7 separate regions of the Mus musculus genome follow, and regions 1, 3, 4, 5, 6 and 7 are each linked to region 2. Evidence: chromatin contacts called from public HiChIP or PLAC-seq and promoter capture Hi-C data. All regions are on one chromosome and are shown on one strand. Each heading gives the region's core, a stretch centred on a gene start, on an enhancer-like site or on the middle of the called end of the contact. The rest is flanking DNA. Distances are from core to core; before and after follow the strand shown.

Region 1 (2,700 bases), core at 50-2,549, 2.5 Mb after region 2:
GGCTTTAAGAAGATTAAGAAAGGCCAGACAGTGGTGGCACATGTCTTTAATCCCAGCACTATGGAGGCAGAGGTAGGTGGATTTCTGAGTTCGAGGACAGCCTGGTCTACAGAGTGAGTTCCAGGACAGCCAGGACTATACAGAGAAACCCTGTCTCAAACTGCCCCCCACCCCCCGCAAAAAAAAAAAAAGAGTAAGAAAGAATACCAAAGAAAAGAATAAAATATAGATAATATCAATGGTACAATGGACTCTTTGTTGTTGTTTAGCTGTAACCCCTGCACAAGCTAGGTACACTCTTGCCCCCCCCCCCTTTTCTTCACTCAACCCCACCCACACAGAGAAAAAACTGTGCTAACACGTCATCACCCATTGGCTCTGAGTTTCCATGACCAGTCCAAGTGTGCCTGGCCAAAGACTCAGTTTTTGACCATATATGGGCATAATCCCAGCTCCTAGCAGACACGTCATCATTCCTCACCTAAGCAGCTATAAAAAGGCCGTGCTTAGCCTGGGTACATGGCTTCACTGTCCTCCCCCTGTGAGACTGGGAACCCACCTGAGAGCTGCCTCCCAATAAACCTGCCTTTATCCTCTCAAATTTGGCTTCAATTGGCTTATTGTGTCCTTGGATAAAACCTACTAGTTGTCTGTTTTTGTTTGTTTGTTTGTTTGTTTTTCAAGACAGGGTTTCTCTGTGTGGCCCAGGTTGGCCTTGAACTCACAGAGATCCTCCTGCCTCTACCTCCTGAAGCATGTGCCAACTGCCTCCAGGATCTCATATAACCCAGGTTAGCTTTGAACTCCCCATGCAGTCCATATAACCCAGGCTAGCTTTGAACTCCCCATGCAGTCAGAGATAAGGTTGAACCCCTGACGCTCAAGCCTCCACCTCCAAAACACTAGAAGTGATGGTTAGAATTACTATATCAACTTGTCAGGATCTAGAATCACCTGGGAGATGGGCCTTTAAGTATGCCTGTATAGAATAATCCTTAAATTTTTAAAGATTGTGTCTGGATGGCTCAGGAGTTAAGAGTATTGATTGCTTTTCCAGAGGACCAGGCTGGATTTAGCACCCAGCACTCACTGGATGTGGTTCCTGGGAATGTAATGCCTTCTTCTGGCCTCCGTGGGTACTGGACAGACATGTGATACACGTATGTACCATGTAGACATACATCTTTCTTTAAAAGAGAGGAAAAAAGAACCCTATCCATCGTGCCGTGGAAGGCATGACAGCAAAAATAGGTGGCCTACAAGTCCAGAAGCAGAACAGGAAGTGGGCCAAGCTCCCGAGCCTCGAGGCCTACCCCTACAGACCCACTTCCTCTGTGTAGGGCCAGCCTCCTAACAACATTCTAGACCAGCCCCATCGATTAAAGACTCTATTTAAACACGTAAGTGAGGAGTAGGGAGGGAGGTTCTGGGGGAGGCATTCCGTGATCAAGTTAATATGCACTTGGGGAGACTCTATCTCCCCTGAACGTGCATTACCCAGGCAGCACAGGGGATTGGCTTGGGTGAGTCCTTGCGCAACCCACATGGCCAAGGAGGCTGATGGTGGGCTAAGAGCAAGTCCACCTTGTTCCCGGCATGAGGCCACGCCTGGAAACTCTGAGAAGCAGCTGGGCACTTGTGAGCACTGGCAGGTTACATACGCCACGCCTTACAGCTCCGATTGAGATAATGAAAATGGAATTTCATTTTATTCCTAGGTTTGGTGAAGCTCAGAAGTACGGGTTGTCGCTGCCTTTCCCAAAGTCTTAGGATATACCTGCTTTTTCGGACTGGGTGTCCAGACCGCTTTGGGTGAGAGGCCAGTTCTACAAATACTAAAAAGAATTTTTTTTTTTCAAATTTTGTTCATTACTTTTTCATTGTCTGAGAGGTTTTACTATTTTAAAATTATTCCTCAGGGCTGAAGAGATGGCTCAGCGTTTGAGAGCACTGACTGCTCTTCCAAAGGACCTAGATTCAATTCCCAGCAACCACATGGCCACTCACAATTGTAACTTCTGTTCCAGCGGATCCAACCCCTCACACATGCAGGCAAAACACCAATGTACATAAAATAAAAATTAAGAAATTATTTAAAAATATTATTCCTCATCATAACCCACACATTTAATTTTCCCCAATATTTTCTTTTCATTAGACTTGAGAGACAGCTAATATTCATTTTTATTTTAACCGCATTTTAAAAGGTGTCATTTGATCATTATGATTACATTAGTCAAGCATTATATTGGTTGCAAGTAGGGATAAAAGCTCAAATATGTCTGGGGGTATATAGTCCAATGGTAAAGTACATACCTAGGGCCATGGGGATGGCTCAGTGGGTAAAGGAGCTTGCTGCCAAAACTGACAACCTGAGTTCAAAACCTATAACCCTAAAACCTCCATCATGGAAAGGGAGAACCAATTTTCAATGTCTCAATGATGTCCTTTGGCCTTCACACAGACAATATGGCAAACAAGTGTCCCCCAACATTATATATATATATATATATATATATATATATATATATATATATATATATATATGTGTGTGTGTGTGTGTGTGTGTGTGTGTGTGTGTGTGTGTATGTATGTATATGTGTGTGTGTATATGTGTGTGTGTGTATGTGTGTGTGTGTGTATGTGTGTGTGTGAAAACGCTTGCTTGTTAGGCTCCATCTTTGTGGAAGAAGGGAAGGA
Region 2 (2,700 bases), core at 41-2,540:
AACTGCAATTTTGCTATTGCTCTGAATTGTAATGTAAATATCAGAATTTCACGATGGTCTTAGGTGACTCCTGCATAAAGGTCTTTGGACCCCAAAGAGGGCCTGAGGTCATTTATCTCAGTGTCATCGTTCTGAATGCTTTGTCTTTTCAGTGCACTTCTGAACATTTGTCTTCTTTGGCTTTCACAACCATCAACTGATATTAACACAAAGTCCTTATGTACACAGTGTCCTTTTTGAACTTATTTGGTGGTGTGTCTACTTTGGGGTATACTATTCACTGTGCCTATTAAAGGTTAAACAGTACACGTTTAACTTCTCCCCTCCACAACCTGACGGGTCTAAGTCTCAGATGCAGGTCTAAGTCTCAGACTAGGGTCACTCACTAATTTGACAAGAGGAGAGTCAGAAAAAAAGCCCCATGTCCTGATACGTCTGAATAAAACTCAGAAGAAACTGTGCCTTGGATGTGTAGGGATTATTCCGGGAATGAATGATAAACCTAAAATGGCACACTCTGAAGACTGTTTCTCTTCCACCCTTACACATTCACACATCGTCAGCCGCGCATCTTCGTTGTATGTAACGTGGCGGCGAGCCGCATACTCCAGGAAGATACCATTAAACCAATACCACGCGTGCTTCCCCTACTTGCGACCCAAACAGGTCTCGCGCAAGTCGTGAGGACCTTCGGCCGTGTGCATAATGGGAAACCAGCCTGGCACGCGCAGGGTCCCTGTGCCCGATGCCCCCACGGTCCCCGTGCTCGGTGCCCCGCACGGTGGCCGACTGCAGCAGGTGGGTCGGCCCGCCCCGGCTCTCAGTCGGGGAACTCGGCTCCGCTCCCTCCGTACCAGTTTTCTATCATCTCTTTGATAGCATTGGCCGGCCGCTGAATGACTTCCCCCGCCGCTATGCGGTTCACTACCGTCTCGTCCAGACGCCGAATAACTCCTGCTACAAACGCCATATTGGCGCCCGAGTTCCCAGTCAGCCAATCACTCGAGCTCCTCACGCTCAAGTTCTTCCTTCAGCTTCGGCCGACTGCAGTCCTGCGCCGTCTTCCCAGCGGCAAGTGCTGATTGGGCAGCATGAATGCCAGTCAAGCGCTTTTACACGTCAGTTCCTGGGATCTCTGTCCCGCTCTAAACAGCGGCCCGACACCAGGCTAGAAGGCAACGCGCTTGCGCGTCAAAGTTCACGGTCCGCTCTTCCTATTGGCTCATTTCTGAGAGCTGAGGGAATACGAAATCTCCAGCCAATAGGAACGGAGGTGCCCTGGCGGAGGCTGGTGCACCCCTGCTCGGGTGATCTGGCGCAGAACCCAGGGGGTGCTTGGCGTTCGTCGGGCTCCTCCCCGTTTGCTGCGGCCTCAGAGCTCGGCGTTCTCCTGTGGCCTCCGCAGAATGTGGATGACGCCCAAGAGGATTAGGATGGAAGTCGACGAGGCTCTGGTGTTCCGGCCCGAGTGGACCCAGCGATACCTGGTGGTGGAGCCTGCGGAGGGTGACGGGGCCCTGTGCCTGGTGTGTCGCCGCCTGGTCGCCTCTACTCGGGAACGCGACGTGAGGCGCCACTACGAGGCCGAGCACGAATTCTACGAGCGGTTTGTAGGGGACGAGGAACGCGCGGCCCTGGTCGAGCGTCTGCGGCAGGGTGACATGTCTTTGGCCGCCGTGCTCACTCCGGAGGAGAGAGCGACCCGGGCAGGCCTCGGCCTCTGCCGCTTCTTGGCCTTGAAGGGTCGCGGCTGGGGTGAGGGTGACTTCGTACACCAGTGCATGGAGGTGTTGCTGAGAGAGGTGCTGCCGGATCACGTCGGCGTCCTGGAAGGCATTGACTTGTCTCCAGAGATCACACGGCAGAGGATTCTGAGCATTGACAGCAACCTCCGCAGCCAGCTGTTTAACCGAGCCAGGGACTTTAAGGCCTATTCCCTTGCTTTGGATGACCAGGCTTTTGTGGCCTATGAGAACTACCTGCTGGTCTTCATCCGTGGCGTCGGCCGCGACCTGGAGGTGCAAGAAGATCTTCTGACGATTATCAACCTGACTCATCACTTCAGTGTTGGGGCTCTCATGTCGGCAATTCTGGAAGCCCTGCAGACAGCAGGGCTCAGCTTACAGCGAATGGTTGGACTGACCACGACCCACACTTTAAGGATGATCGGCGAGAACTCCGGACTGGTCTCCTACATGAGAGAGAAGGCCGTGAGTCCCAACTGTTGGAACGTAATCCACTATTCGGGATTTCTTCACTTGGAACTGTTGAGTTCTTATGATGTTGATATTAATCAGATCATAAATACCATATCTGAATGGGTAGTTATGATTAAGACCAGAGGTGTTAGGCGACCGGAGTTTCAGCCTCTACTAACTGAGTCTGAGTCAGAGCATGGTGAAAGAGTTAACGGACGGTGTTTGAACAACTGGCTGAGAAGAGGCAAAACGTTAAAACTAATATTTTCACTAAGAAAAGAAATCGAGGCGTTCTTGGTCTCAGTGGGGGCAACAACAGTTCATTTCTCAGACAAGCAGTGGCTTTGTGATTTTGGTTTCTTGGTAGATATTATGGACTATCTTCGAGAGATCAGTGAAGAACTGCAGATCAGTAAAGTCTTTGCTGCTGCTGCCTTTGAACGCATCTGCACCTTTGAGGGTAAGCTGAGTTCACTTCAGAGACATATGGAGGAAGTAAATC
Region 3 (2,700 bases), core at 168-2,667, 2.4 Mb after region 2:
CCTGTCAGCCAAACAGGACGGCTGCCTCACGTAAAGAATGGGGCTTTGGCAGAGCACACAGGGGTGCAGTCAGGCCTCTGGGCAGAAATGCCTTGACTCTGTGTTCTGTCTCCCAGGGCCTCAGTGTACTCACTCGTGAAGGTAATAGCTCGAAGTGTTTCTCAAGTTCATAGAAGACAGCCGCCATAATAGATGTGAGGCACCATTGTCTCCTGGCTTCTGTTCAAAACTTCTTCCCACCAAGAATGGTGGAGCACACACCTTTAATCCCAGCACTTGAGAGGCAGTTGGGTCTCTGTGAATTCAAGGCCAGACTGTTCTACATGGTGATACCTTATCTCAAAAATAAATAAATAAATAAATAAATAAATAAATATCTTCTTATGGCCTCTCCTGTCTCTCTGTAGGAAAAAAAAAATGGCTCTTGGATAATCTCTCCAAAAAAGCTCTCTTTCAATCAGTCAATTTGCTTACAAAAGTTTACTGAGCACCTACCCCGTGCCAAGATCCTTTGCCAAGTACTGGGCATTCAAATCAAATGAGATAATCCTGCTATCTAGGGAATCCCAGGGCAGCAGAAGTGACAAATACCAGGTAAGACAGGACACCTCAGAGATGTAGAGGAAGGGTAGCTACCGGATATAGCAAGGATAACCCATGTTCTCTTTGGAGTCATGGTTTCCGTCAGGTTACCTGCCCTCCTTGGGAGGGAGGACTCCTGTCATGAAAATCGAGGGGCTGGAAGCTGTCAGTATTTAAGGTTTGTAAGTCTTCCATGGCCTGCTCCGAAAGATCCTGCTATGAAGAAAATATGAAGGATGTGTGACTAGGAGAAGACTCTGCCAAGGAAGTGTTTGACTCACAATCGTGAGGACCTGAGTTTGATCTACAAGAGATGGGAGAAGCCATCATGGCACACACTCAAAATCTCATTGCTGGAGAGCCTGAGACAGGTGGATCGCTGGGACTGGCTAGCAAGTGAGCATAGCCTATTTGGAAAGTTCTAGGTCAGTGAAGAATCTGCATCAAATAGTATGAGCAATGCCTCATCTTTTCCTCTGGCTTCCACGTGCATGTGCACACGCATGCGCACACAAACACACACACATGGTGAATAAATAAGAAGATTCTAACCTCCAGGTAAGCTTTATACTCTAACAAACTCTCCCCTCTCCCTTAAACACACACACACACACACACACACTCACACACACTCACACACACACACACACACACTCACACACACACACACACTCACACACACACACCAGCACTCACTGTAAGAGGATCTTGTGTATCACTCATAACCGAGCAACCTGCCATCTGCCCCCGCACCTCTCTCTTTGGTCATGGCTGAGAGGTACTGCAGGGGTCTCCTGGATGCACCTGGAATGAATTCAGGTCTCATCCTAGTGTGGCACGCAGCTGCTGAGTTAATAAGAAAGCTCTGGCAGCTTCGGAAGGCAGTTCAGGGCTTTGAGCTATTTATAGACACTTCAATATGCACAACGGTTGCCTTACACTTTCCATTAACCCCTCCGAGGTTTGAACCGGCAGATTAATTTCCCAGTTCTCTGAGGAATGCTGGCCTTTATTAACCCCATTAGGACATTTTCTTTAGGGGTTCAATTCTCTGTGTGTGGAGAAAAAAAAAAACTCTGAACGTCTTCATAGGCTTGTTCAATTTACCTTGTGCTTCTTAAGTTATAAAAAATAAGAAGAATTTCAAACTCCAAATGATAAACATTCCAAACAGTTTTTGTAGCAAATAAAACTCATAGCTGGGGCATGCAAATTAACAAAACAAAACAAAACAAAAAACCACAAATCATGGATAAGCATGGTACCTTACATATTTGCAAAAATGGTAGCATGTATGGCTGTGTAAGTATTTTCATAAACAAGAAAGAAAGAAAGAAAGAAAGAAAGAAAGAAAGAAAGAAAGAAAGAAAGAAAGAGAGAGAGAGAAAGAGAAGAGAGAGAGGAAGGAAAGAAGGAAGGAAGGAAGGAAGGAAGAAAGGAAGAAGAGAGGGAGGGAGGAAGAGAGAGAGAGAGGAAGGGAGGAAGGAAGGAAGGAAGAAGAGAGGGAGGGAGGAAGAGAGAGAGAGAGAGAAGGAGGGAGGGAGGGAGGAAGGAAGGAAGGAAGGAAGGAAGACTTTACATATGACCTGAGCTCAAGCCCCACCTCTGCCCCCACCGATCTCTTTGTGCTAAGGTTACCTTTGACCTAAGAGAGGAGAACTCAACTGAAGAGTGTGCGGAAATATCTGAGCATCAGAATCCTCCAAGTGATGGTGCAGAGGGCCCGGCATGTGGCTTGGTGGGCAGAGTACGTGAAGTCCTGGGTTCAATCCCCTGCACTTCAGAGACCGTTTGTGACGGTGCCTAACCATAATTGGAGCATGCAGGAGGTGAGAGTAAGAAGATCAGAAGTTCAAGGTGATTGTCAACTCTGTTGCAAGTTCAAGACCAGCCTGGGCTACAGAAGACACTGCATCAAAAGTTTTAAAAACGATATTGCAGATTGGTCCCATTATATAAAGTTAACAGACGCTCCAGCAAGCCAGGGCTTCTGAGTTCTGCCCAGTGTTCCTCCTTCTTCTTCCCGTGTTGGGTCCTCCAGGGCGCTCCATGGGGCACCGAGGGATCCCCAGATCATAGATTGAAGCTTCCTTTCATCCAGAGTTTCCAGTTTAGCTG
Region 4 (2,700 bases), core at 127-2,626, 2.4 Mb after region 2:
GAAAAATAGGCAATAAATATTTCTAAGATTTAAAATAAAACTGATTTTTTTTTCATACAATATATTCTGATAACCGTTTCCCTTCCCCCAACTCCTCCTGATTTCTCTCCATCTCCCTATCCACCCAGATCCATGCCCTTCCTATCTCTCCTTAGAAGCACAGGCATCTAATGAAAAGTAATAAAATAAAACAAAAACAAACTGGAATAAGTCAAAATAAACAAACAAAAGAAAAGCGAGCCAAAGAAAAAGAACAAGAAACACATATATTTAAGACAGAGTCTCATCATGCAGCCTGGCTAACCTGGATCTCACTATGCAGACCCGGTTAACCTCGAACTCAGAGATCTCACAAGTCTCTACCCAGTCATGCACACCATGCCTGGCTGTCAGACAGCAATGTTTTACCATGAACACTCTGGGAAAACGATCATCAAAGTTTACGGTAAAAGTTTGAATCAGCTTTGATAACATATGATGTCTTCTAAATTAACAGAGGCTCATGATACATAAGCACAGCGTGCTGAACATTTTCTTTGTACCTGTCAGGAAATCCAGCTTCAATACAATAACTTAGTGTTGATTATAAAAGATTTTACCTCTAGTGCCGGGCGTGGTGGCGCACGCCTTTAATCCCAGCACTCGGGAGGCAGAGGCAGGAGGATTTCTGAGTTCGAGGCCAGCCTGGTTTACAGAGTGAGTTCCAGGGCACCCAGGGCTACACAGAGAAACCCTGTCTTGAAACACACCCCCACCCCAAAAAAAGACTTTACCTCTGTGTGCAATGGCATTACAGATTATCAAAAAGCCTCTGTTAATTTAAATTAATAAATTTACAAAAAAATAATGGCTTACTAGTTCTGATTTTGCTTAGCATAAATGATTTTTGCTTTTCCATGAAAGAGAAATCAATCCATATAAATTTATCAATAAGACACCAATGGTCTGGGACTGTAGAACCTAACAAACCTTTGGTTTCAATCCCCAGCGGGGAAAGAAAATAGAAGAGACCAAAAAGAATAAGAAAGATGTGTCCCACAGCTATCTTTCTCTAAAATTAAAAAAACAAAAAACAAAAAAGAAACGTGCCAAGGGCTGGAGATGCAGCTCTGTAATAGCATGCTTACCCAGCTATTCAATCCCCTGCTCTGCCAGGACAGACATAGGAATGTTTCAGGTTAAAGGCTTGCTTGGGCATGTAGAAAGGCTTTGTCTCTGAAAAGGGGGGTTGGGAGTAAGCTGGGGACACAGCTCAGTGGTAGAATGCCCATATAATATGCACCAGGCCCTGGTTTAATCCTCAGCCCTGCAGGGCAGGGGTTAGGGATCCTGTTGCTGTTCCCTGGGGCTATTCTCGTGTTTAGATTCCTTGCTCTTCACATCCTCGTGTTCTGACCAGATCCAGGCATGTAGCTGGCATTCCTGGTCCACCCATCCTGTAGCCCTGGATCCCTTAGACACACTGCTCTGCAGCTCTCCTGCTGTTGAGTGCTGCCCGGGACCTGCTCTGCCCTCCACACCCTCTACCAGTGCACTCAATACATGAACACAGCTGAGGCCATGAGGAACCTCAGCTGTGCTCATGTATTCTCCCTCTGTTCTCACAGTATACCAGTTTCCCAAGAAGACTCCCAAAGTGGTGCCCCACACTACTGTCTAAATCCGAACAGCAACCCCGATGCTTTTCCTGCTGAGTTTATAAACTTGTAACCAATCATTGTCATCTTTGTACATGACAAAGGTTCCACACTGGACAACAAGCTGAGATAAAGAAAGGTTATATTCATTTGCTAATTTTACAAAGTACTTAACACAGTAAGTACTCACGAAGTAAGTCTTGCTAGAATATATATAATTATTCTATACAAAGAGAAATAAAGAAGAGTATTAACAACTTTAGAAATCTATTGTGCCTGGAAATGTACCTTTTCAATACACTGTTTCTTACTTGCCTGGACTTACTTCCTAGGCAGCAGGGAGCCTCTAATGTAATACAACTGACCTTACAGCAGCCACCACCACATTCTGCCTGCATTTTCTCTCCTCTCTAAGACTTCCCTAATGAGAGGCTCTGTGGGTTCGCTCTCCTGCCATCATTAGAAATATCATCCTGATGCTGTCCATTTACTAACATGCACACCTTGCCAATCTTCCCTTCAAACCATGTGGAATACAAAGAAAATCATGAAGAACAAAGAAACTAAAGTTGGAAGGCTCCCATCTTCTTCACCCCAAGGGAAGTTTCTGTCCTTTCTAAGCTTCCCTTTTACAACATCTGAGTTAAACACTGTTAGCATATGAAGTACCAGCTCACAAAAGTAACTCAACAAATGAAAATTCCAACAGGACATTAATCAATAACTCCACTATCACTCAATGTATAGAATGCTAGTTTTGATATAACAACCCCGATTTACTTCTGTATGTGTTTATGTGTCTGTCTGTGAGCATACAAGAATGTGTGGTACTTGGACTCAAACCCCAAGCCTGGTGCAAGCTAAACAAGTGGCCTTCCATGAAGCTGCACCCCAAGCCCCTTCGGCTGAGTTGGCAGTAAGACTCTGGCAGTCTCTACGTAGCAACTTGAACAGAGTCCCATGAACACAGGACTCCCCATGTCACGTTCTCCCTTCTCACCTCGCTGCCCTGCATGGTCTTTGCTGGGTTAGCAGAGGGGATGGCAGCATTCAGCTCTGGCTC
Region 5 (2,700 bases), core at 17-2,516, 2.5 Mb before region 2:
GGCCAGTTGGTGCTGCTAGTGTGACCTTGTCTTTAGGGGGAAAAAGCCAGGTGTGGTGGCACCTGCCCTAAGTCCCAGCATTTGGGAGGCAAAGGCAGATGGATCATTGGATTTAAGGCCAGCCTGGTCTACATGGTTCCAGAACAGCCAAAACTACACAGTGAGACCTTGCCTTGGAACATTGTCTGATGGTGTGTATATCCTGTGCTCCTTAGATTAGTGGAGAGTATGCAAGGATCCTTTAGGCCTTCTTCACTACGACCGAGGGATGCCAAGGATTTCAAAGATGTGGATGGCTAGGCTGAATATTAAACTGAAGGTCAGGGATGCTTTTTCTTTCTTTGAGACGGATTCTTACTATGAAGCCCAGGCTGGTCTTGATCTTGGCTTTCTACAGCTCTGCCTCCTGGATGCTGGGATCATGCCACCATTCAGAACTCAAAACATGCTTTTTAAACCTCATGTGTTCAGTCCCTACCCTATCAGCCTTCTGCCCTAACCATTTTTTTTCCCCAGTGCCATTTGTGATGTTGGGGCAGGACAGGGTTGGTAACAGACAGCCTTTTAAAACAGGAGATGCATGTATACACGCAGTTTGATTCGTTATGAGTAAATATGACCTTAGGTCATAGACTTAAATCCTTTTGTAACAACAAAAATGGCAAAAGGATAGTCATTGACAAGTTGGGGCGTGGTCCAGAAGGGAGTGTTCAAATAGAACAGATGCAAGACTCAAGATAGGAAAGAAGCCAGTATATATGAAGGGAGTGTATATGTGGTGGGTAGCAAAGATGCATTCTGGACAGTACAACCTGGTTTTGTCCCTTGCCCTCCACACTTGTCCACCACCTCAGCGACAGAGTAGGGACTTTGTACTAAGGCACTGTGAGGCCTAGATGCGCTGGGGAGACCCCTCCCCAGAAAGAACTTCCAAATGTCTGATCAGGATTCCTCAAAGCAAAACACCATATCCCCGTCCCCAGGGACGCACTGGCTATAAGCATCCTTCATCAGGAGGTGGGAAGGAACGCAGCGCTTGCACCTGAGCTGGGAAAGGAGGAGGAAAGCCAGGGAGAGGGAGTTAGGACCCTAAGTCAGCTGACTGGAGTCTGAGGCCTGAAGGAACTGGAGACTCCCACCCCGCCCCGCCAAACCTCTCTCGGCCGCGAGGGGGCGCGGCGCTCCAATACTGGAGCCGACTCGCTCCTGGGGCGGGGTTCCGGCGGTCGCGCATGCGCACGCGCGGCGTGTCACGGGGCGGGGCGGGGCAAGCGCCGGGCGGCGCGGCACTCAGGGCCTGGCTTCCCGGCACCGCAACCTTCGTCGCGTACCCAGCCCCGGCGCTTCGCGGCCCGGCCCGGCCCGGCCTCATGTACCGCGCGCTGTATGCGTTCCGCTCCGCGGAGCCGAACGCCATGGCGTTCGCTGCAGGCGAGACCTTCCTGGTGCTGGAGCGCAGCAGCACGCACTGGTGGTTAGCAGCACGGGCGCGCAGTGGCGAGACCGGGTACGTGCCGCCTGCCTACCTGCATCGCCTGCAGGTGAGTGTGTCCCTCCGTCCCAGGCCTCTCGACCGAACCCCTTCACCAGCACGCAGAACCGATCCAGGAAGCTCAGTCAGATTCTTCGGGACTTCTACCAGACAAGGAGGTTGAGACTCTGACCTTAAGTCCCAAGAGCCGTAAGGACTGAGACCCCTCCGGAAGGGCCGTCAACACCCACCCGAGACTAGGCCTTTGACATTTAACCGCAGGCCCGTGAAAAGCTTAATTCTGGAACAGGGACTCTCTGTCATCGATAATCAGAGCCTCCATCTGCATTGAATTCTCGAGCTGGATCCAGAGACTTCCAGTCCATTCATTATCCAAGTCCCTTAGACCTCCAAACCCTATTCGTTCCCCTTTCCTGAATCCCTAGGATGCCCATCTCCCATCAATCTGTAGCCTCCACCTTTAACTGTAAAGATCACCGTGCCCACCACTGACTGTGCCACCTCATACACCACCTGTTTCCTCAACCACCCTCCAGGTTCTTAGTCCCCACCCCACCCACACACTTGGACCCCAGAGCCACAGGCATTCCTGTCCCTTATGCGAGTCCCAATTCCTGTAGTATCTCTGTATCCCGAACCCGCCCACCTATCAAGCTCTCCCCAAGGACAATTCCCCAACCCTTCAGGAACCAAGGCCCCTGGCCCCTGCTGATAGACAAGGTTCCCTGGCACAGCCCCCACTTCTCCCAAGCCTCCACTCCTGACTTCTCTGGTTTCCTTCCTCTGAAATCTGGGCGCTCCATCCTGGAATGGGAGCTGTCCACACTGTGAGGAAGTGAGCCTCCTTCATGGTTTCCCGTTCTGAAGATGGCCTGGTCCCCTTCCAGTGGAGCCTGCTCCAGTTCCTGTTTGCTCAAGAGTAGTCCTGCTGCAGTGTCTCCAGCTAGCCTATTCTGACTGCAGGAGGAAGGGGACCCAGGGCAGTCTGGGCTATTCCAGACTCATAGTCCCTAGCTATGGAAACATCCTGTCCCAGCCCAGTTAAGGACAGAAATACTGTGATAAATTTGGAAATGTCATCTGGTCTTGCTAAAGACGAGGGACCCTTGGTTCTAGGGTCCTCCTCACAGACTCTCAGTCTCCTCTAGAGGTGTTCAGGTGAGAAAAATCTAAACTGTGTCACACCCAGCTCAGCTTTTTGAGCACCC
Region 6 (2,700 bases), core at 29-2,528, 2.3 Mb before region 2:
TGGGTCCTTTCTCCAGCTCCTTCATTGGGGACCCTGTGCTTCGCATCCAATAGATGGCTGTGAGCATCCACTTCTGTATTTGTCAAGCACTGGGAGAGCCTTTCAGGAGACAGCGTTATCAGGCTCCTGCCAGCAAGCTCTTGTTGGCATCCGCAATCGTGTCTGGGTTTGGTGGTTGTTTATGGGATGGATCCCCAGGTGGGGCAGTCTCTGGATGGTCATTCCTTTAGTCTCTACTCCAAACTTTGTCCCTGTAACTCATTTTTTATTGTTTTGTTTTGTTGAAACAGGGTTTCTCTGTGTAGCCCTGGCTGTCCTGGAACTCACTTTGTAGACCAGGCTGGCCTCGAACTCATGAATATATTTCTTAATGATTAATTTTTAATATTTTATGCTCTTTTACTATGCTTAACTCCCAAAGAATATTTTGCATGTTTTGAAACAATTTAGTATTCAACATTAGATATAGGATCCTCAGTTATGGATAGTATTAAATATTCATTAATGATATTTTAGGGTATGAAAGGATATGAATATAAAAGTTGAAAAAAATTTATGGATTATTTGATTCTCAAAGTACTCAACATTATTAATATGTTTGATGTATAAAATGCATTTAAATAATAAAAAATTAAGAAAAAAAGTAAACAAAAAGTTTTGAAATAATCACAAAATAGAAAAAACTTTTTTGCTTAGTTATTTTATTCCAAACAAGGAGCCCTATTCCACAAATTACCTCTACATTGTTCCTCTTTTCATACACACGTTTTTTTTCTTACGTTTTGGAGACACTGTCTTACACAACCCAGGGTAGTTTTGAACTCCTTACACAAGAGAGGAGGATGTCCTTGAACTCCTGATTCTTCTGTGTCTCCATTTCCCAAGTGCTATATATTTGGCAATATATTATTAAACGTCTTTCAAGTCAACCATTTAAGCATATTTTATTCTTTTAAACTAACTTTAGTGGACACCTTCTTGCACAGACAGGCAAGTGCTTTAGCCCTTGGGCTCAATTGTGCCTAGCCACTGCCCTCCAGGTTTCAGAGCTGCTGCTGGCGTACAATGCATCTCCCACAGTTGCATACCGCCTCCCTCAGGTGGAAGAAGGTGATGAATAGAACCTGTCTCAGATGGGACCAGATGAAGGGCCCCTCCCTCGCAGGTTGATAAATGTCCCGAAGATCCTAGAGGCACACGGACCAAATGACTACATGCGATCAATTCTTGCTAACGTACTTGCTGCCCAACAGGGGGCGACTGAGCACCAAGTCTTCCTTACAGCGCTTGCGCCTCAGACTCCGCTCTGCGCATGCGCAGCGCGGCTCTACACTGACGGAAGTTAGAAGATGGCGGCGTCCGCAGTCTGCCGAGCGGCCTGCTCCGGGACGCAAGTGCTACTTCGCACCCGCCGCTCGGTGAGGTGGCAGTGAGACGTTGGGCTGCAGGGCCCAGGGCTTTCGTACACAGATGAGGAGCAGGCTGTCTCAGCAGTGGCGGGTCGGAGTGGGGAGGTCGCGGGGGTCAGGGCCGTGGGAAGGTCATGGCGGAGGGCGGGGATGGTTATCTGCTCTGGCTTGGGTTTGAGAGCCGAGGTCCCAGAGGCTTGGCGAGCAGTTCTTGCAATGGTCGCCTTCTCCCTTTAGCCGGCCCTGCTGAGGTTACCTGCCTTGCGGGGTACCGCAACCTTCGCCCAGGCCCTCCAGAGCGTGCCGGAGACCCAGGTCAGCATCTTGGACAACGGGCTGCGTGTGGCCTCGGAGCAGTCCTCGCATGCTACCTGCACGGTAAGTGTGCGCCAGTCCTCTAGGTGAGGCCCGCCGTGTTGTCCCAGGTTGGGATGTGACCTTGGGCTCCAGTCTTACATGTTTTGGGTGGAGACTGGCTTACTGCCGGGGCTTATCCCTGTACCTGACTTCAACCCTGCCTTAACCCGGCAGCCAACATTATGGTGCTTGCCAAAGACGGGGCCGAATTCTCTCCTCCAGCTTTTCGTTCTACCTCCCCGAGAGAAGAGATTATTCTCTTGCCACGAAAAAGAATGAGATTTCACAGACTTTAGGTTATTTACAGAAAGACATCCAGGTCTGTTAGACTCACCACCTAGGCTATGTAATTTGTAGACGTAGCCAGGAATACACTTCAAGAAATGCCTCTGAAGGACGGGGAAGATGGCCCAGTGGGTAAAGAGCTTGGTACTCAAACATGGGTATCTGAATTTGGAGTCCTCAGTGTTGTGATTTAGGTCTAACACCAATACTCTGAGGGGTGGAGACTAGTGTGTCTAAGCCGGTCTTACTTTTACCTACACGAGTGGCTTACATGTGTGTATGTGCACCATGTCTGTACATAATGCCCTTGGAGGTTGGAAAAGGATATTAGAACCCCCAGAGGGCTGGTGAGATGGCTCAGTGGGTAAGAGCACCCGACTGCTCTTCCGAAGGTCCGGAGTTCAAATCCCAGCAACCACATGGTGGCTCACAACCACCCGTAATGAGATCTGATGCCCTCTTCTGGTGCGTCTGAAGACAGCTACAGTGTACTTACATATAATAAATAAATAAATAAATAAACAAATCTAAAAAAAAAAAAACAGAACTGGAGTTACAGGTGGTTGTGAGCCACCGTGAGGGTGCTGGGAATTGAACCTGGGTCCTGTGGAAGAGCGGTTCCTAACCCTACACAGTCTCACCATCCCAC
Region 7 (2,700 bases), core at 122-2,621, 2.4 Mb after region 2:
CACATATACCACCCGCAGACAAGCACTGTGTGACTAACCCCAGCACTCGCAGACGTTCCTTACAGTTTTACAAAACTCGGGCACTTTAAAGCAAATCCACTCTAAAACTCTCGTGAGAGAACTGTTTGAAATCTGGCTCCTCACTCTGTCAACAGATAAAGTCTACTCAGTGCTGGGAGCCATTCTAACTACGGTAAGGGCTGCTAGTGGCCATCTGGCAACACATGCAGGAAACATCACGGGAGCAAGATGATGCCAAAACTAAGGGGTGTCTCTGGACAGCTCTGTTCCCACCCTAATCCACCAGCGTCCCTTGCATGAAACAAGATCATATTACCAGAAATTGGATCATAAGGTATCACGGAAATGTTATCATTATCAAGTACCTGGGTTGTCACCAATTGCAAAAAGGACCAGGGTATTCCATACGTGCATACGCCCGTGTCAAAAGATTTTTAAGTAACCAGTCTCAGCGGTCTACTATGTCATTCAAGTTTTCTTTCAAACGACTGTAGCTCCTAACTTTTACAACTGTCAGTCTGTCACTTGATTATTGGAACATGAGATGACTTACTTCAAGTGAACAATATAATAAGTCACCGACATTTGGTTTAGTGTCCAAATTCTCTCCCTTCCCTTTCGTAACTATTATTAGGAAATCTAGACGTGGTCCAATAAAGTCACAAACAGGGATTGTAAAAGGGAGACTCCAGTTGTAACACCCAAAAAGTGAAAACCGGTCAAACGGCTGTAACCAGAGAGATCATTACACGGCAGACGTCCTCCCAGGTAAGGAGCCTCGGTGACAGAAGGCACTCGGAAGGGAGGACAGGGTTATGAGTCCTCTCACCAGGAAAGAATGCTGACCACACCTACGCTGCTGGCCTGAGTCAGAGTGGAGGCCAGGCGCGGGGGAGAGGAAAAGGCTATGAAGGGAGGAGGAAGCGAGGCTGGGGAGGGGAGCGGGGACAGGAAGGGAGGCTGGGAGGGAGCCCCGCCGCCCGGGCCCACCTCAGCAACGTCTCCAGGGCGCCCTCATGCTTGTCCAGCGGGCGACCGAGCGCCGAGCGCCGCAGTTTGCTGAGCTCCTCGGCCGCACGGCAGTACTGGGCCTGCTCCTCGCCGCCGCTCGGGTACGTCTGCTGGATGAACTTCACCAGCGGCTTGGCCAGGTCCACCTCCGAGGTCTTCTTCAGCTGCACCCAGATGAACGACGCCATGGTGAGCGCCCGGCCGCCGCGTCGGGCCGCACAGACGGAGGGACAGCGACCACGGCCTAGGCGCGCTCGGCACCGGCAGCGGAGGAGCGGACCGACGGGCCGACGGACTGGGCCGCCAGCGCTTCGAGCTGGCCACTTCCGGGAGCCCCCGCGCAGGCGCAGTCGGAGGGGCGCGCCGCTCGGTCACGTGATGGTGCCACCAAAGCGTCGCTCACCTGGGCTCGCCTGTGCGGCGCCTGCGTGGTGGGATCAGGCGGTAGCCTACTGCGATGATTAAATTTTCAAAAAGATTCTTTTGGTTATTTTGGTTTGGTTTGGTTGTTTTGTTCGAGACTGGGTTTCTCTGTGTAGCCCTGGCTATCTTGGAACTGACTTGTAGTCCAAGCCGGCCTCGAACTCGCGGAGATCTTCCTGCCTATGCCTCCCCAATGCTGGGATTAAAGGCATACGCCACTACCACCCGGCTCAAGAAGATTTTAAATTCTCCTTAGATTCTGCTCTATTTTTCTTTTTAAAATATTTTTAATTGATTGTATTTTTCCTTTTTTATTACAAAAATTAATTTTATAGGTCAATATATTCTGCCCGGTGGTGAAATGCTCCTTTGTTATGCTTTCTCCTATGAGACCAGACCCTGGGGAGTATTGTGATGTGCGGTTGAAGGTCCATTGTGTGTGCAGCCTTACCCCCACCCCCACCCCCCAGGGCAAAAGTAGAAAAAGTCCCTGCCTTCGTGCAGTCTTCCAGGTAAGGACACAGTCGGTAGTAAGGTACGTAAAAAGAGATCTCTTAGAAGAACATAGCATAAGCAAGATAATTTAAGAAACATCCTCCCAGAAGATGAATTTAAAAGAATACTCGCAATTTGACATTAAAAGAGAGCACGGGTGGAGAGACTTAAGTGGGAAGAGGCCCCAGACCTAAAGCACGAGTATCCCATATCCAGAACTTAAAAGGGAAGTAGAGACTAGAATGAAAGGAAGTTGAAGAGTGACACCACAAATCATTATGAAACTTGTAGTCAGTGTCTAGAATCTATTTAGTACAATCAGTCGTACTTAAGCAATTTTTTTTATATTTTTTACAAAGGCCTCCCTGGGTAACTGGGGAAATAGATTAGCAGTTAAAGACTGTTTGCTGCTCTGCCTGAGTGAGAGGCCGACCTGGGTTCCCAGTAGCCTCTTTAGGAACACACTCAACACCTGTAACTCAAGGCGACCCATCACCCTCTTGGGGCCTCCTCTGGGGCCAGCCCTCACGCGCACATACATAGAATGTTTCTTGAAGGCCTCCCAGAAGACAAGTCTGGTATTTTTACTGTTTATTTTTATTATGGTTTATTTATTGGGGAGTACTCAGAGGTCAGAGGTCAACTTCTGGAATCAGTCCCTTCTACCACGTGGGTCTCAGGGGTGGAACTCAGGTGGGCATGATTGACAGCAAGCACCTTTCCCTGCTGAGCCATCTCACCACTCTTGAT

Evidence for each region. Promoter capture Hi-C pulls out the DNA fragments that hold promoters and counts their contacts. HiChIP or PLAC-seq counts read pairs in DNA pulled down with a chosen protein or histone mark.
Region 1: an H3K27ac HiChIP or PLAC-seq map of acute myeloid leukemia shows a contact between it and region 2, with 9 times the contacts expected there. The contact joins the enhancer-like site here to the promoter of Epm2aip1 in region 2. A contact is called at or near these places in 7 of 39 promoter capture datasets (cranial neural crest, embryonic stem cells, frontonasal cranial neural crest and 4 more) and 3 of 115 datasets of contacts at active chromatin or transcription factors (acute myeloid leukemia, embryonic forebrain and large pre-B cells).
Region 3: a promoter capture Hi-C map of second pharyngeal arch cranial neural crest shows a contact between it and region 2, with 9 times the contacts expected there. The contact joins the enhancer-like site here to the promoter of Epm2aip1 in region 2. A contact is called at or near these places in 4 of 39 promoter capture datasets (the 3T3-L1 cell line, cranial neural crest, hippocampal neurons and 1 more) and 4 of 115 datasets of contacts at active chromatin or transcription factors (astrocytes, embryonic forebrain, large pre-B cells and 1 more).
Region 4: a contact with region 2 is called in a promoter capture Hi-C map of stem cell-derived epiblast-like cells, with 6 times the contacts expected there. The contact joins the enhancer-like site here to the promoter of Epm2aip1 in region 2. A contact is called at or near these places in 12 of 39 promoter capture datasets (the 3T3-L1 cell line, 3T3-L1-derived adipocytes, cranial neural crest and 8 more), 2 of 484 Hi-C or Micro-C datasets (the G1E-ER4 cell line and Th1 cells) and 13 of 115 datasets of contacts at active chromatin or transcription factors (the 230-238 cell line, astrocytes, bone marrow-derived dendritic cells and 9 more).
Region 5: a promoter capture Hi-C map of pre-B cells shows a contact between it and region 2, with 4 times the contacts expected there. The contact joins the promoter of Nckipsd here to the promoter of Epm2aip1 in region 2. A contact is called at or near these places in 2 of 39 promoter capture datasets (liver and pre-B cells).
Region 6: an H3K27ac HiChIP or PLAC-seq map of thymic regulatory T cells shows a contact between it and region 2, with 7 times the contacts expected there. The contact joins the promoter of Uqcrc1 here to the promoter of Epm2aip1 in region 2. A contact is called at or near these places in 1 of 39 promoter capture datasets (pre-B cells), 1 of 115 datasets of contacts at active chromatin or transcription factors (thymic regulatory T cells) and 1 of 9 other capture datasets (liver).
Region 7: a contact with region 2 is called in a promoter capture Hi-C map of liver, with 7 times the contacts expected there. The contact joins the promoter of Pdcd6ip here to the promoter of Epm2aip1 in region 2. A contact is called at or near these places in 16 of 39 promoter capture datasets (the 3T3-L1 cell line, 3T3-L1-derived adipocytes, the C10 cell line and 12 more), 1 of 484 Hi-C or Micro-C datasets (B cells), 17 of 115 datasets of contacts at active chromatin or transcription factors (SST interneurons, astrocytes, bone marrow-derived dendritic cells and 11 more) and 2 of 9 other capture datasets (adipose tissue and liver).

Annotation. Positions count from the first base shown.
Region 1 is chr9:113,725,897-113,728,596 of GRCm38.p6, forward strand. All of the region lies in intron 2 of Gm38623 (a long non-coding RNA gene), which reads left to right. Among named protein-coding and RNA genes, the nearest start is that of Gm38623, 8.0 kb to the left of the region's middle. Within about 2 kb of position 1,300, at least 30 of the 459 cell types and tissues checked have an H3K27ac peak or open chromatin away from gene starts, as enhancers often do. A contact at or near this core is called in acute myeloid leukemia, where this site is marked.
Region 2 is chr9:111,270,555-111,273,254 of GRCm38.p6, forward strand. It overlaps Epm2aip1 (EPM2A (laforin) interacting protein 1), which reads left to right and starts at 1,291. Exons shown (of 1, transcript NM_175266.4): 1 at 1,291-2,700. The coding sequence starts at 1,407. Mlh1 (mutL homolog 1) reads right to left here and starts at 1,054. Exons shown (of 19, transcript NM_026810.2): 1 at 855-1,054. The coding sequence starts at 970.
Region 3 is chr9:113,633,779-113,636,478 of GRCm38.p6, forward strand. Gm36745 (a long non-coding RNA gene) reads right to left here. Exons shown (of 5, transcript XR_379913.3): 5 at 2,059-2,700. Among named protein-coding and RNA genes, the nearest start is that of Gm36745, 8.5 kb to the right of the region's middle. Within about 2 kb of position 1,418, at least 5 of the 459 cell types and tissues checked have an H3K27ac peak or open chromatin away from gene starts, as enhancers often do. A contact at or near this core is called in second pharyngeal arch cranial neural crest, where this site is marked.
Region 4 is chr9:113,669,120-113,671,819 of GRCm38.p6, forward strand. Pdcd6ip (programmed cell death 6 interacting protein) reads right to left here. Exons shown (of 18, transcript NM_011052.2): 12 at 2,638-2,700. Among named protein-coding and RNA genes, the nearest start is that of Gm36745, 27 kb to the left of the region's middle. Within about 2 kb of position 1,377, at least 25 of the 459 cell types and tissues checked have an H3K27ac peak or open chromatin away from gene starts, as enhancers often do. A contact at or near this core is called in embryonic stem cells and stem cell-derived epiblast-like cells, where this site is marked.
Region 5 is chr9:108,807,114-108,809,813 of GRCm38.p6, forward strand. It overlaps Nckipsd (NCK interacting protein with SH3 domain), which reads left to right and starts at 1,267. Exons shown (of 13, transcript NM_030729.4): 1 at 1,267-1,541. The coding sequence starts at 1,371.
Region 6 is chr9:108,935,370-108,938,069 of GRCm38.p6, forward strand. Uqcrc1 (ubiquinol-cytochrome c reductase core protein 1) reads left to right here and starts at 1,279. Exons shown (of 13, transcript NM_025407.2): 1 at 1,279-1,418; 2 at 1,647-1,787. The coding sequence starts at 1,350.
Region 7 is chr9:113,706,888-113,709,587 of GRCm38.p6, forward strand. Pdcd6ip (programmed cell death 6 interacting protein) reads right to left here and starts at 1,372. Exons shown (of 18, transcript NM_011052.2): 1 at 1,012-1,372. The coding sequence starts at 1,220.